Linked DNA regions of Mus musculus: region 2 is linked to region 1. Evidence: chromatin contacts called from public targeted proximity ligation data. All regions are on one chromosome and are shown on one strand. The core of a region is the stretch at or near the end of the contact, and the rest is flanking DNA. Distances in the headings are between cores, read along the strand shown.

Region 1 (7,192 bases), core at 2,068-4,567:
GTTTTGAGCATTTGATAAGTATGAGCTGGTGGTGAGATGTTCTTTAGTGACTGTGTATAGAGGGCACTAATTGGACTTTCCTTGTTTGTAGAACCAAGCTACCACCTGCTTTCCCTGTGTTGTTGAAAAAAAAAATCTAGTTGTGTTTTCTTTGCAATTTTAGTTATCTGAGATAGCAAGGCTTGGAGCATGCTGTGGAGTGTGTATGCAAATAAAATGTCCCTACATCACTCTCTCCCTGCTCTGGGAATTTTGGTCCTGATATATAAATTTTGTAGTGATTTTGGTCATTTTATTTTAACTTTCACACAGCTCATAGAGGCAAATAGCTTCCATAAATTACTTGAAGGCATTATATCTTAGTTGGGTGTCTTTATGCCTTCCTGGGATGACGGAAATGGCTGGTAGGGGATACAAACCAGTGAAAATTTCCAATGAGGTCGCACAGAGACTCCAAACAGAGTCTTCCATGCTAATGGCTGAATAAATACCTTCATCTCTCACTTTATCAGATCCGAGAGTTCTGGTCTAAATACCAAGTGAGTCTGCTTTTTTTTTTTTTTTTTGTGCCACCTTCAGTTTCACCTGACTAAGGTAGTGTCTCTCCAGCTGGACTGAAATCCAGGCATAGTTAACAAGAAGCAACTTCTACTGCAGGGTAAATACCACCAGAGCTCTGCCTTGTGAGAGCGATTGGGTGACCAGGAAAGTTAATCCCCAGTGTCTTTCCAGTCTGTCTTCCCAAGAGGCTTTCTCCACCTACAGAGAGGGAGGCAATCTGAGATCAAACTGACATCAGCCCTCATCCTGAGCTTGGCACATCTTCAGAGAGCCACTGTTCTTCGGCCAAAAGGAAGTGGAAATTGAGATAAATGTTTTAATCCTCCGGTGGAAAAAAAAGCCCACTTTTACACCATGTCCCTTTTGAAAAACCACATTCCTCAGAAGCAAAGTTTATTGTTTCCCTTTGTGATTCTCTCCTGTGCTCCCCCCCCCCGCCCCCGTCCCCTCTTAAGACGTGGTATTTAAGAGCGGTAATTGAGTTCAGATTTTAAAATGTGCTGTTTCCACTATGCTCATCATTAAAATGAAATATTAGCTTTCATCAGCTTTCTTTGGAGGCATTTCTGGTGTGCTCTGTCCTGTGTCATGCGGAGGGTCAAAGTCTAAAGAGTAATGGTTGTATGAGGAGCACGCCTAGAATCTGCTGAGGATCTTTATGTTAGAAAGTGCAAAACGTGTCTCAGAGATACCAACACTACTTGTAATTAAGTCTGCTACTTACTCTGGGCATCTGCCTTCTCTTTCCACAAACTTTTTGGCTATTAGTTGTCTTGGCTTTCCACAAAGAACCCGGTTAAAACAGTTTGTAGAGTCAAAAAGTGGCTTTTAAAAAGCCAGGAGTCTAGGTGCTCTGGTGTCTAGTGAGGTGTTTGATTTGGGGAAGAGTCATTTTTCAGAAGAGGATTTGGGTGCAGAGCAGTGCACAGGCGTCTGTTTTAGAAGGTGTGTGCTATAGCAAAGTTATTCTACCCTTTACCTTTGGGGTGTTTTAGTAGAGCGTATGATAATGAATGCCATTCTCTCACACCATATGCATTAAAAAGGGTTTCACTGTATTTTGTTTTAATGTACCACATCGAAAATTCACTCTTCTATCAGATTAGTGTTGGAATGAGTTTCACAGTAGGTCTTGGAGTTGGGTACAAAGATTTAAGTGCATTTGAATTTTAAATTTGCAAACCTAACATTGTTCCTTCCCCAAAGTGCTCTGTTCTTTGTTGGCTCCTTTAAGTGGCTAGGTTACTAAGGGATACTGTTCGCAATCTCAGAGAATCCTAGTTGGACTCCTTTTTCTCGGCTGTGATCTAATTGATATTCTGATATTTCCTCTAGATCAAGAGGGATGGTGTTTGGACCGGCCAATTTAGGGGAAGATGCAATTAGAAGCTTCATTGCAAAACATCGCTGCAACTCCTGCTGTGGGAAGCTCAGACTGCCGGGTAAGCCGCCGCGGTGACTGTTTCTTCCGAAGAACTCTCATAGAATAACAGTTATTATAACTCAGGATCGAGTCAAAATCTTAACCGCATTTTTATCTCACTAGCAGCTATTCACAAGCTTGACTTTCTGAGTGAAAAATTTCAAGTCTCAGGAGGGATTAAAAAAGGACAGGGATTTGCTTGAGGCTCTGCCAAAATGCGATAAAACAACCTGGGGCCCAAAGCTGGTCACAGTCGGCCCAGAGAAAAAACGTTCCACCTACTTAAAGGGAATGAAACAGGACGAAGGCCCCTCGCTTCCCTTCCAATGTCCTGTTTGCTTGCAGATGGCATGCCTGGAGCATTTTTATTCCGTTCCAGCTTGCCCATTGGGCACCGGAGAGGGTGTGGCTCAGAGAGAAGAAAGGCTGTCAGTTAAAGCACTGCTTTAAGCTGTAACAACCACTGCTTTATTCCCTCGTTTGTTTGTTTGTTTTACAGCAGTGGGCTTAGAACCCAGTACTCTGTCCTACTAGCCGGCACTCTACTACTGGGCTACATTCCCAGCCCCCACACCTGCCACATTAAATTTTGATCGCAGTGTGTGTGTGTGTGTGTGTGCTTGAGAAATTCTGGCTCTGCTGGAGTCTATTTGTCCTTCTCAGAAAGGATGCTTGCTGTCTGCTTAACTCTTTCCTGGGTCATAGCAACTGTTTTCTTACCCTGGAATTTGGAATTTCACATATCGAAAGGTGCAGTCCTGAGTGGGGTATTGTGGCTACACCTATAGCTGAAGATGTTGCAGAGGCAGAGGCAGGAGGCTCACCATAGTCCAGGAACTCACCTTCAGCTTGAGCAACATAGGCCATAGGCACTTTGTCTCTCCCTCCCTCCCTCCCTCCCTCCCTCCCTCCCTCCCTCCCTCCCTCCCTCCCTCCCTTCCCTCCCTCCCTTCTTTCCTCTCTTTCCTCCCCCCACCCTCTCTTTCTGAAAAAGTCATACCCTGAACTAGAAATCAGAAAAAAGATTAACTTCCACTACAACCCAGGGTGGACCTATGTACTTCCATAACAAAAATGGGCAATTTCTAATTCTGTTGAAATTGAGGGAGGCTTTTGTGAGCAAGACTTAACAAAGCAAAGGGATTAGAATTAGACTTCTGGGTCTTCTTTCCTCCATCAGTCAAAATAGAGTGTGTCATCATGCAGGGGCAGATATGGAAGAAGAATGCCAGAGGAGCAAAGAAGGAGGCTGCATTCTCCTAACTGCCCACAGTGTGAGCTCGTGGCCGATGGTCAAAGGGATCACTGTACAACACTGTGCAACACTGTGCCCTGCATTGGTCATCAGGAACCCAGGCAGGGGTTGGGGCTGGCTGAGGGATATCAGAACTCTAGGCAGGGAGGCAGGAGCTCGTGAATATCTGACTCATCCCTCAGTTGTGGCCTGGAATCCACTCAGGAATCTTCATCCTTAGGCACTGGACTCTGCCCTGTCTGACTCACTGTAGCCCGGACAGGGCAGCTTCTATGCTCAAAGACCCAGGACTGTATCTGATCATCTAGGAGCCAGGCAGGCTTGAGACATTACTCATAGGTTCCAACCTTTGGGCCTAGTTAATTGTTGAATATGGTGTAGGGTTCATGTTTGTATGTTGGCATGCCATGGTAGGCTGGAAGCCTTGTGGCTTTTCTTCCTCCACATGTGGAGTCTGGGGATGCAACTCTGGGCACAAAGCGTGACAGCAAACACGTTTAGTTTGGAGAACAGAATAAGAAGTACCTTTACTTTTTATGTTTTATTTATTTTTAAGGCAGAGGCAGGTTAAGGCAATGCATAAGAATCTGAAATCTTGGCCCAGGTAGGGTCATGTAGCCCTGTTCTGCTCTCCACTGAATACAAGGCTTTGACCTTTAACATCTTCATCTGCAAGTAAGAGATAATTGTATCTGACACAAAGTTGAGATAAGGATTTATTTTTATGTATATGATCAATAAATGTTGGCTATATTATTAAATATATGTTAGTATACATACTCATGAGTTCATTTTTTTATGTAGGAAAATCACCATTTAACATTAAAAATTAAACCAAGAAATATGAATTTTTCCTCCTGGTACCAGAGGTTAAGCTCAGGGCTTCATACATCCACCCCCAGCTACATGCTCTCACCCTGAGTGATACCCTTGATTTCCTAATGCTGGCACCCACAGTGTCTAGCCCATGAGCCCTGTTCGCTCAAGGCTAACAAAGGAGTGAAGAAGGCTGCACTCACATAACTGCCCATGATGTGAATTCACAGTGAATGGGCAAAGAGGTCAATGCACAGCACTGTGTCCTCTGGGCTGGTCATCAGGAACCCAGGAAGGGGTTAGGGCTGGGCTGAAGTCCATCAGTAAAGGAGGCAGGAGCTGGTGAATGTGTCAATCATCCCGCAGCTGCAGCCTGAAATCTGGTCATGAATCACAGCATAAAAAGATGCATGTAACATTTAATGTCATTTTTCCTATAGCCAGTCTTCCCAAAGCTTACCCCATCGGCCATGTTTTTAACTTTCCTTTGTAAGCAGAAGAGGCAAGGCTTAGGAAACATTTGATATGATCTTGAGATGGTGAAACTTTTGTAGGTAGCCACAGAGCTGCGGAGAACTTTCTTGCAACTGTTTCAACCCATCCCTCTGATCCTTCTAAAGGTTCCCATTTCGTACTGGACCTCACTTAACTTGGGCCAGTCACATCTTCTCTCCCTACTAGATGGTGGCCTGTGCCTCACACCATGACAGCATATGGAGTTAGAGTTTCACATAGTCATGGGATGCAGAGAGCCTGGGCTTAGATATGGTTGAGTGTTTGGAATCCATATGCCCAAGTCCTGGGGCAGCAGAGATTCCCTGAACCCTTTGACTAAGCCTGATGTCCAGTCCACCTGCATGAATCAATGTGATCTATGTCATCTACTGAAACTATCTTTCTTTCTTTGTAGATTTAAAAAGGAATGATTACTCCCTTTCAAGAACACACTGCAACTTGGGATTTGGGCAAACCATTGAACCAACTGAGGAGCTTCCAGAAAGAGACAAAAATAGAAGTTCCCTGGAAGATCACACACGCCTTTAAAAAGATGATGAAGGAAGACGGTGGTCCTTTAGCTCCTTCTGCCATGACTTCTATAGTGATGGACATAGACTGGCATGATCCTGACTATGTCAGAATCTCCATCACCATGACTTTACAATGTGGACCTCCCTGGAAGTGCCCTCTGAGCCTCATCTCCCACTGCCTAGAGGGCACAGTGCATAATGGAGGGGTTCTCCTGGGTATTGACTTCTGAGAAGAATGTGTGGCATGCGTTCTCATCTCCCGGTTCTGCATGAAGATGCTAGATGAGTCAGTTGGGAATACTTTCCTCTATACCTCATTGCTTCAGCTGGCCACTTGGAGTAGAATGCTGTGCACTAACGAACTAGGGAATAAATTAATTTATTTTCTCACTGCGTTTGAAGACTTTGTCCTCACTGTTATTCATGATTTCATCCAAGGGTTGTACATATACCTACCTATACATATGTGTTTTCTTCTTCCCTCTTTAGCAATGTAAGTTGTGAAAACAACAAAAACAACAGGGAAAATCCTGGGATGAGTATCTGTTGGCCAAGACTGGAGCATCCATAGCCATAAAAAGGCCATGTCCTGGTGCACTCTAGATGTATTGGAGCATTGTTATCAAATCACATGATACTTGGAATTTTTCAGTTTCTCTGATTGAAACGAAAGTAGAATCCAAACCATTTTTTTCTTACATCTTTTTATTTAAATAAGAAAACTGATGCGGGGCGGGGGGGGGGGATGTAATCCTGGAAACTATTAAGAAAGGCTTCGCTTTATTAAGCTCAGAAACACTATGGCCAGAGACCCTCACCAGTCTCTGTTCATACTTTTCCTCACAGTACTGTGTCATATCACATCTATGCTCTCCTTGGCCAGTCCTGTAGGGGAAAGATACTGAACTGCATTGCAGGTATTTTGCTCCTTCCATTGTAGAATTCTGACAACGAAGTCCTGAGAAATTTGACTTCTAGATGGGTCCTGTACCCTCCCTGTTCAAACAGAAGGCTTCGATTGGAATAAGAGAATTAGGGCAGATAAGAAGACATGTATATTCTAGCATCTTGGAGGGACAATGACGTGCACAATTCTTTTCTAGGTGCAGAGCCTTGGTCATGGGTGGGATGTGGATGTAAGAGTCTAAGGAGAAGGCGAGGTCAGGAAGTTCTTGTGCAGGAATCTAGTGTTCAGGGACTTCTTTCCAAAGGCATTTATCTATCTCTAGATTCTGAGTGGCATCTATCCTTTGCTGTCTTAGAGCTCTTTGCAGCTCTGAGGCATGAGATTAGATATAATTTGGGGGTATTCCTTACTCTGTGGCTTTGCAAATGAAATGCTGGACAATCAGGAGTTCCCAATAACCATCCAGTCAGTGCATGGTTTTGTTGTTGACTGTTGTTTTAGATGAGAGATAACACTCTGGTTTTAGAAGTGATGGTGGATGCCTTTGTCAGGTTTTCTTATGCCTCTCACTAGATGAAGCAAAAGGCACAGCTCATGGTGTGAGGTCAACAATACTTTTTAAAAGAAATAAAACAATCTTCAAATGATAGTGGATTTCATCCACTAGGTAATAAATCAGATTTACATTTTTAACCTAGAAGGAGATGACGACCAACTCTTTGAGAGCCAGTATGATTCTTTTGATGTCTCTCTGTTTTAATTTCCTAGGAAATAGCTTTTAACAACCTATACCTTGTCTATTGAATTCTTAACCAGTTCTTACCCTTATCACCATGGGTGATAACGCCCGAGTGCAGTCCTTTACTGGTGACTATTGAAATGAGATGATAACTTCCCAGAAAGTGCCTCGAAATAATCATCACTTTATTACCCTTTGAAAAGAAGATTGATAGAAAAGTCATTTGAAAGATGGTTCATTACCATGCCCCAGTAAGATTTCTTTACTCACAGCTCACCAAAGCACGAGAAAGGGAGGATTACTCTCTGAGGTCGGAATTTGAAGGCTGTGTGTTTTGCCTCTTTGAAGTCTTGGTATTTAATTTTCTGTAGTCATTTCTTGGGCAATTTTCTAAGAAACTAGTTGAAGCTAATTTATCATAAGTTAAAGTCAAGTGACAGAAAAGATTTTTTTCCCCCTTAAC
Region 2 (7,178 bases), core at 3,637-6,136, 220 kb after region 1:
CTTTTTATTCTAAAATTATATTGTGTCAATTGGAAACACTTATATTTAAAGTATAATCTGTGTAAATTCAATTATGGGTAATTTTTGAGGCTTTTAAATAATTTGGCCTTTGACAAAATACCAAGGTGAATAAATATTAAACCAATATTTATATTTGGTTAAGAGTATAACATGATGAGTAATTTATGTTAAACCATAACATAAAACCACTTTGACAGTGATAGAATAGACCACCTTAAAGGGCTCTCTAATGTTCAGAAGTTATTGTCATTTATAGAAAGTGCAAGGATTTCCAAGTTTTAGGTGGACGCAGACAAAGGAGTTTTAATCTTTTGACTCTTGTTTATGAAGTCTGATACTCAAAATTCTCATCATTACATTTACTGATTTTTTTTTTATATAAAAGCTACAGTGGACCCATGCCTAACCTTCAGCTCTAAGATGTCTGTTTCGTAATAGTTAACAATTTACCACGGCTGTCGAGGGAGGAGCAAGGTGGGTGGAGGTTCTAATAGCCATTTAGGAGAATATTTGGGAAATTTTTTTGGCTATATATTTTCCCACAGTACTTGAGACACAGTTTTACGATTTTTCTTTAAGCTGTTGAATGAATTTTCTTGTTAGAAAGACAGTTCATTGGTGATTTCTGAGTGGGCAGAAATTAACGGAGTGCTGACAGAGACATCCTTTCAGCAAGCATTCAATTTGTGTGTGTGTGTGTGTAAGGTGAACTATTGGTTGGAAATATTTGACTTAAATAATTTAATTGGAACTTGCAGAGAAAATTTAGAGCAACAACTTTATTTAAGAAAAAAAAAATCCAGGGATATTCAGATCTCTTTACTTCCAAGGGTGGCTACATCTCAGAGAGCAAGCTGATTTTTTTTTTATTTTTTATTTTTTTAACTTTAGTAGGCAACAGAAATGTACTACCTGTAAATGACAGAATGCAGACTTTTTGTTTTGTTTTGTTTTGTTTTAAAAGCCATCATTTCTCCTTATTTACCACAAGAATAAAACCAGAGATAAATCCTCCCAAGCTGCAGTCACCTACTGATTGCAAAGGCAACAGTGCTCCTGTTTGGAAAAGTGGGATTTTATGCAGACACCAGAGAGAAAAGCCACCATTTATGTTTCCTTTGTAATAAACAAGACAGACTACTCAACAGGGAGCCTTGAAAAACCATACCGGGCTGGCTTACTCCTCTCCTACCTACTTTTTCCCTTTCCAGCTGTTTCCTTTTAGGAAGCAAGAGAAGAAGCATCCTTAAAACTCCAAAGGACCACCCCTCTACACACACACACACACACACACACACACACACACACACACACACACACACACACTCACATGCCAGACAAAGGAAGCAAAGTTTTGTGGGTCAGCAAGCTGCAGCCTCCCCCACTTTAGTGGAGAGGGGCTGTGGCTGAAACTTGGATCTTCTCTAGGAAGATTCAGCTTCAGGACGGAGCAATGAACCCAAGTATCAGAGCTTCTTAACATCCCTTTTACCCTAGAGCTTCCCCAGAAATAGTCTCTCAAATACCCCAAGCAGAGGCATTATTGGGTGGCATAGTCTGTCCTGGGGGTAGTTTGTTGGATTAGTCCACAGGGAGACTGCTCAATCCTAGACACGGTTTGTGTCTGGCAAGTTGACCTGACTTAGGACAGTTGCCATTGCCAGAAGCAAACGTCGGAGCCAAAGTTCTGACAGGACCACATGGAAGTGGAGACAGTGTGAGAAATGGCAGGGCAGGGCATGGTGTATGGAGTAGATGACATGCTTACAAGCAAAGGGCAAAGCCAAGTTTAATACCAGCTCCTCCCCTAGCAGAATCAGTTCCAATATGCTCAGCTTAACAGCCCCCGCACAAAGGGATAGAGAATTTGATGCTCCCCACCCCCACCACCTCTTAATTGAAGTTCAAGTTCAACTATTAGATGACTTCTGGATAGCTTGGCTCTTCTTGCACCCTATATCCTTTCCCTGTGGAATACCGGCCACTGAACCTTGAAGGGACTTCTTATTTCATCTTTAAGGAACAGCCAGCCACTTAGGTTGGGATAGGATAATTCTTTGACTGCAGAGAAAGCGAATGGGACAGTGTGAGGTCAGGAGAGGAGAGGCAAAGGGCTAGAGACCAATGACTTCTCTACCAGTAGTTTCCTCCAGTCACCTCCGGAGAGTCATCTTGGGTTAGAGCTGGTGAACTGTCCTGGGCAGTCTGGTGAGCTTGGTGTTCTCTGAGACAAAGATGTGGGTTCATGTGAATATCTAATTTAATATAAACAGGGCACTAGTCCTTGTCTTAAATCCTTCAAGCTGGCTGCAGCCAGGTGTCTCTAAGGGGAGACCGGCAGTAAAGCCACAGGAACAGCAAGATCAAGGTGAAGCGCTGGGAAGCTGCGCTCTGCTTGACACTGTAGCTTAAGAGCTTAAGCAGCTCCAGCCTTTAGTGCAGGGGACCAACTGCTGTGGCACGTGGCTTCTGACCCTCAGATAGCTTGAACTTAGTCATGGGAGGGGTATTGCTGGAGGGTGGGGGAGAAGAAAAAGTCAAACTGCTAACTGGCAGCTTCAGATGGAAGTGAAGGAAACCGAAAGGAAAGGAAAGTGTGTGAGATCCTGAGGTGAGTCAGAAAAAGAGAAACAAGAAAATCCAAGTTCTCGCTAAGGAAAGGCGCTCTGCCCACCAGTTTCTGTACTACAGTTTCTGGAAAGAATCTGGATAGTGGAGCATGTGACGATCCCGTGACTGGGACAATCAGCTGTTGTCACTGTGCACAAGCACACAGAGATTCTAACTTCCAGTGCTCGCAGGTCAATCAAGACACTCACCCAGACACCTTTGTCCTTTATCTAGAGACTTATTCCTCCATCCCCATGGGTAATGATCAGCTTTTCTCCATCCTTTTTTGTCCTGCCTTGTTCTACAAACACCAGGGCTCACGCTGTGCTTTCAAGGTCAAGACAGGCCTAGGGCTCCTCAATAACGACCAGGGTGAGGGTCATGCCCACTCCTCCCTAAGTGCACCAGAGTAGGCAGCCCGGTAGATGGAGATGGGTATTTTTGGGCCCTGTTCTAAACAGTGTCCTGCTCAAAAGCACTTCCGTCCAAGATGCAAGAAGGTTCAGAGTTGACTGTCGCTTGCTTATTTTTGCTCCGGAGGAACTTGTGAATCAGAGAGAAAAGCCACCATAGGAACGCAATACATCAAAGAAGAGAAGCTTGGATTTAGGGGCTGGGTGTCCAGACATACTCAGATGTCCAAGTTAGGAGGGCACCCGGTGGTGGCCTCTTTAAGAAAAGAAGAAATTGTGCCCCACTGTAAAGTGAGAAAGCAAGAAACTTGTACCACTGAGATCTACAAACTGACTCCTCATGCCCTCTGGCCAGCTGCTCAGGTAGCTCCCAGTTTTGGAGTCAGAGCAGGAGACTGAGCTCTGTCTTCCCTGAGGGCCACTTGTCCCTGAGATAGCACCAACATTGACAGTGGTGGTTCTATCCAGAAGGTGCACTTAGTATTAGCTTCTATTTTGGTCCTTTATCCCACAAAAGAGCTTGAGACCCTGTTTTCTCCGATGTGAGTAGTATGGCCTTCACTCTCCAGAACTTTCTCCTACCAACTTTTTTTTTGGGGGGGGGAGTGTTAGGGCGAGAGGGGGGTCGGCCTATCCAGAGTGAAGCAGAACGGGGAAGAGGGGACCCAAGGAAGGTCCAGACGTAAGCATCTGCTTCCCGGTTCTCGGGAGCATACCGTGTTTACTATTTCTAGAAAGAGACGCGCTTATAGACTGCTCCTGCATCTGGCAGCCTGGGCCAGTGTGATCCCCACTTATGCCAGGGAGTTCACCTATGGCTAGCGACCACGGCGGGATGCGAGCTGCCAGCCTCTTCTACCCAAAGTCACCCGACTTCCTGCTCTCTATCCCGTGTCCTGTGGCGCACCGGAGAGCGACGCGCAGAAAAGATTCAAATCCAGAACTGGGAGGCGCGATTAGCACTGTCCTGGTCTCCAAAAAATGCGCCCTTCAGCGTCCTGCCAAAATCCCCGAGCCTTCCACACCTTCCCACAACTTTCCAAGCCCAGGCCATTTGCAGTCCCACCTGCGAACCGAACTCGGGGAGCCTCGAGTAGCCAATCTCTCTTCCCTTGGGCCGAGAGCTCTCCCCTCCCCCAAAGCTCCCGGTCTAGCTAGAGTTGTCCTGCTCTGGGCGCCCGCCCGCGGGCTCGCTTACCTCGCATGATGTGGCCGCTGTCCTGCTCCGCGTAGTCATGAAGCTCCCAGCCCGAACCCCAGAGAACCCAAAAATTCCGCTCAGCACGAGGGAAGAAGGCGGTCGGCGAAGAGCTGCTCCGCTGAGAGAAGCATCCCTTTAGGCAGATGTCGTGGCCACAGGGTGACGGTGGCCGCCGCCGCTAAGCTAACAGTTTTGATGCTGTTGCTGATGACTGTTTCTGATGGCTGTTTGTTTGTTTTCAGGCAGAGTGGAAAAAAAATGTCCTAGCTGCTGGTGCCTGGGTTTTGTTTTGCTTTTGTTTGTTTGTTTGTTTCTTTTTTTCTTTCTCTCCAATGTGCTTGCTTTAAAAAAAAAAAATGCCACCGCCTCGGGGCTCGGAGATTTCTTTTGTGATCACTTAGACTGAGGAGGAGGAGGAGGGCAGCGGCAGGAGGAGGAGTTGGTGGTGGTTTTGTTAGTTACAAAGAAGAGGGAGAATTATCAAGGGGGAAAAAAAGGAAACAGAAAAGAAAGAAAGGCGGCATGGATTGCAGAGCATGTGCGTTTTCACATGACATCTGTGCCTGTTAGCGGATCCACAATGTGAATTTTCACTGTTCAGTTGCAGAGACGAAGGGAGCGAGAGAGAAAGAGGAGAGAGGTGGAGAGAGCGAGCGCAGAAGAGGCTTATACGCGAGGGCGGGTTTGGCCGGACTTCCTGGCCCCGCCTCCTGTCAGCACCATGGCCAATCAGCGTCCCGCAGCGCGTGGAGAGTCTGGGGAGGCGGGGGAGGGGACGCTCTTGGGGACAGGGGGCGGGGCTAGGGACTCTGGCGTCCCAGGATGTGCGGACCCAGACTGGGAATTAGAGAAGGTCCTATCTGAGGTCTGATCTGGGCCAAGCTTAGCGCGCCCTGGAGAGTGAGGCAGATGTGAGAGTGACGTTCACTTCTGACTCCAGTAATTAGAAAGGGACACTGGTCAGTCAGGTCTTTGGAGGGAAGAGTCTAGGCGAACCGCTGGGCTGCACTCTCATTCCCTCTTACTGCAAGAGTCCCAAAAGAGTTTTGTACACTACGACAGCGCTTTGAAGCGTCCCTGTTCCATAATGCAGGCTCCTCTGGCAGAGTGTTTACCTTGTCAGACGCTTCTGCTGTAGCGGTAGACTACAAAACCACACCCCTCTAGTTCTGTGCAGCTTCTTTTAAAGACTGTTCAAATGCTCCCCACCCCTCACTCTAACTTTAACTAACTAATGCTGAGCCTCAGGTCCTCCCTTCCTCCCCTCCTCTCTCTCCCTTCCCTTTCTCTCTTCTTCCTTTCTCAGTAGTCCCAGGTTCCTTTGCCAAGGACAAGGGTTTCTTTAGCATTTGGAAACCCTTTGACCCTGGTTGCAGGACTTAAGGACAGGCTCATTTGCCTTTTTATTTGTCACTTTAGTGACGGGACACTTGGCAGAGAGCCTAGACTAGAAGGCAAGACTGTGTGGTTCTGTTCAGTTGGTGAAGGTTTAAAGAGCAAGACTCTTGGCTAGTAGCTCCCCAGAGACACCTGCTTAGGAGAGTTTGGTACTAAAACGAAGGTCATGAGACTGCATTCTTTACAAGAAATTTGTCATCTATTGACAATTTACCTGTATTCTGAAAGAGAAAACAAAACAAAATGAAGCACAGGTATCCAAACTTGTTCTTTTTTTGGCATGGTTTCATTCTTTGTAGATGAAACAAACACACACTATAGAAGCATGGCATCGATTTCCTTCCGTGTAGTTAGGTACTGCTTGGAAACTTTGGTGAATTGAGCATCATGAGACAGGAAGTGCAAAAGTTTGCTTGATCATTTTGAAAGCACAGAGACAGGACTCCGTGTCACAGTCATTCTAAAAGTGAGCCTCCCCAACATTCTCCATACCCAAATAACTCGACTTTTTTTTTTTTTTGCCAGTATTTATTCATGCTGCTTTGGGTAATATGTAATAATATGTAATATGTTGTAGAATTTGGAGTCCTTCAGTCCTCTGTACACTGAACACCATCAACTAGTTGTCTCACCAATAAGAATTGTATTAATTCCCGAATCTTCTGTCAGTGTTTAACCAAAACAGTTCGGCTGTGGGCAGTTCCATTTGCGTGTAATTTAGGAACATGTTGTGGAGAAAGTAAAAGTCGATTGAGTCATTAATTAAATGAAATGAACAAAGGAAGTTACTATTCAGGAAAGCTATTCCTCATAAATACCTTTCTCCTAGATTTTTAATTGACACAGTAGTTAATCTTTTAAGATAATATTTAAGGCTCCCTGGTTTTTATCATTTTTAATCAAGTAAAATATATTCATCATAACTACATTAAAGCTGCAGTAAGTTATGCCTAATTTAGTTGCTTCATTAAAAATTACTGCATATAAAATAGTCAAGAAACAAATTGTGACTATATCATTTTAATTTTATGAGCTTCAAGCAGAGTCATAGGAATATTGGAAATGTAAAACCCTTTGTAAACATTGTAATTGCTATTGTTATTATTTCCTTTTTCTATTTCTTGTTAAAAGGAATTTCAAAACTCCAAAAATTTTAACTCCTGTATGTATTCTTAAGTTTCTAATAAACTACTGAATCCTTAAAGTACATTTTAATTGATAAACTATCTTTAGCCTTCGAAAAGACAGTAAACACATGTATGGAATGAACTTGCCAGTACACATTTTTATGTGGTTTTTGTTTCATTAATACAATACTACACACTTTCTGTGTAAAATATATTTCTTGATTTTTTTTCTCCAAGCATTTTAAAAAACATGTTAATTATAAATAAATACATCTCAAATTTCTAAACTCTGTACACATGGTGATACAATGTGTATCATTTTCTTTTTCCTTTGGGTATTTAGTAATTTTTATTTAGTATTCCTTTTCTATTTAGTATTTATTTTCTTATTAAAGTAACATAAACATT

What was found.
Region 2: a contact with region 1 is called in a targeted proximity ligation map of astrocytes, with 6 times the contacts expected there. A contact is called at or near these places in 2 of 39 promoter capture datasets (cranial neural crest and stem cell-derived epiblast-like cells), 6 of 484 Hi-C or Micro-C datasets (the C2C12 cell line, adipose-derived mesenchymal stem cells, cerebral cortex and 2 more) and 5 of 130 datasets of targeted methods (astrocytes, neural progenitor cells and pancreatic cancer cells).

Annotation. Positions count from the first base shown.
Region 1 is chr19:18,887,039-18,894,230 of GRCm38.p6, forward strand. It overlaps Trpm6 (transient receptor potential cation channel, subfamily M, member 6), which reads left to right. Exons shown (of 39, transcript NM_153417.2): 38 at 1,897-2,003; 39 at 4,966-5,473. The coding sequence ends at 5,099. Among named protein-coding and RNA genes, the nearest start is that of Gm41814, 140 kb to the left of the region's middle.
Region 2 is chr19:19,106,310-19,113,487 of GRCm38.p6, forward strand. It overlaps Rorb (RAR-related orphan receptor beta), which reads right to left and starts at 4,887. Exons shown (of 10, transcript NM_001043354.2): 1 at 4,243-4,887. The coding sequence starts at 4,249.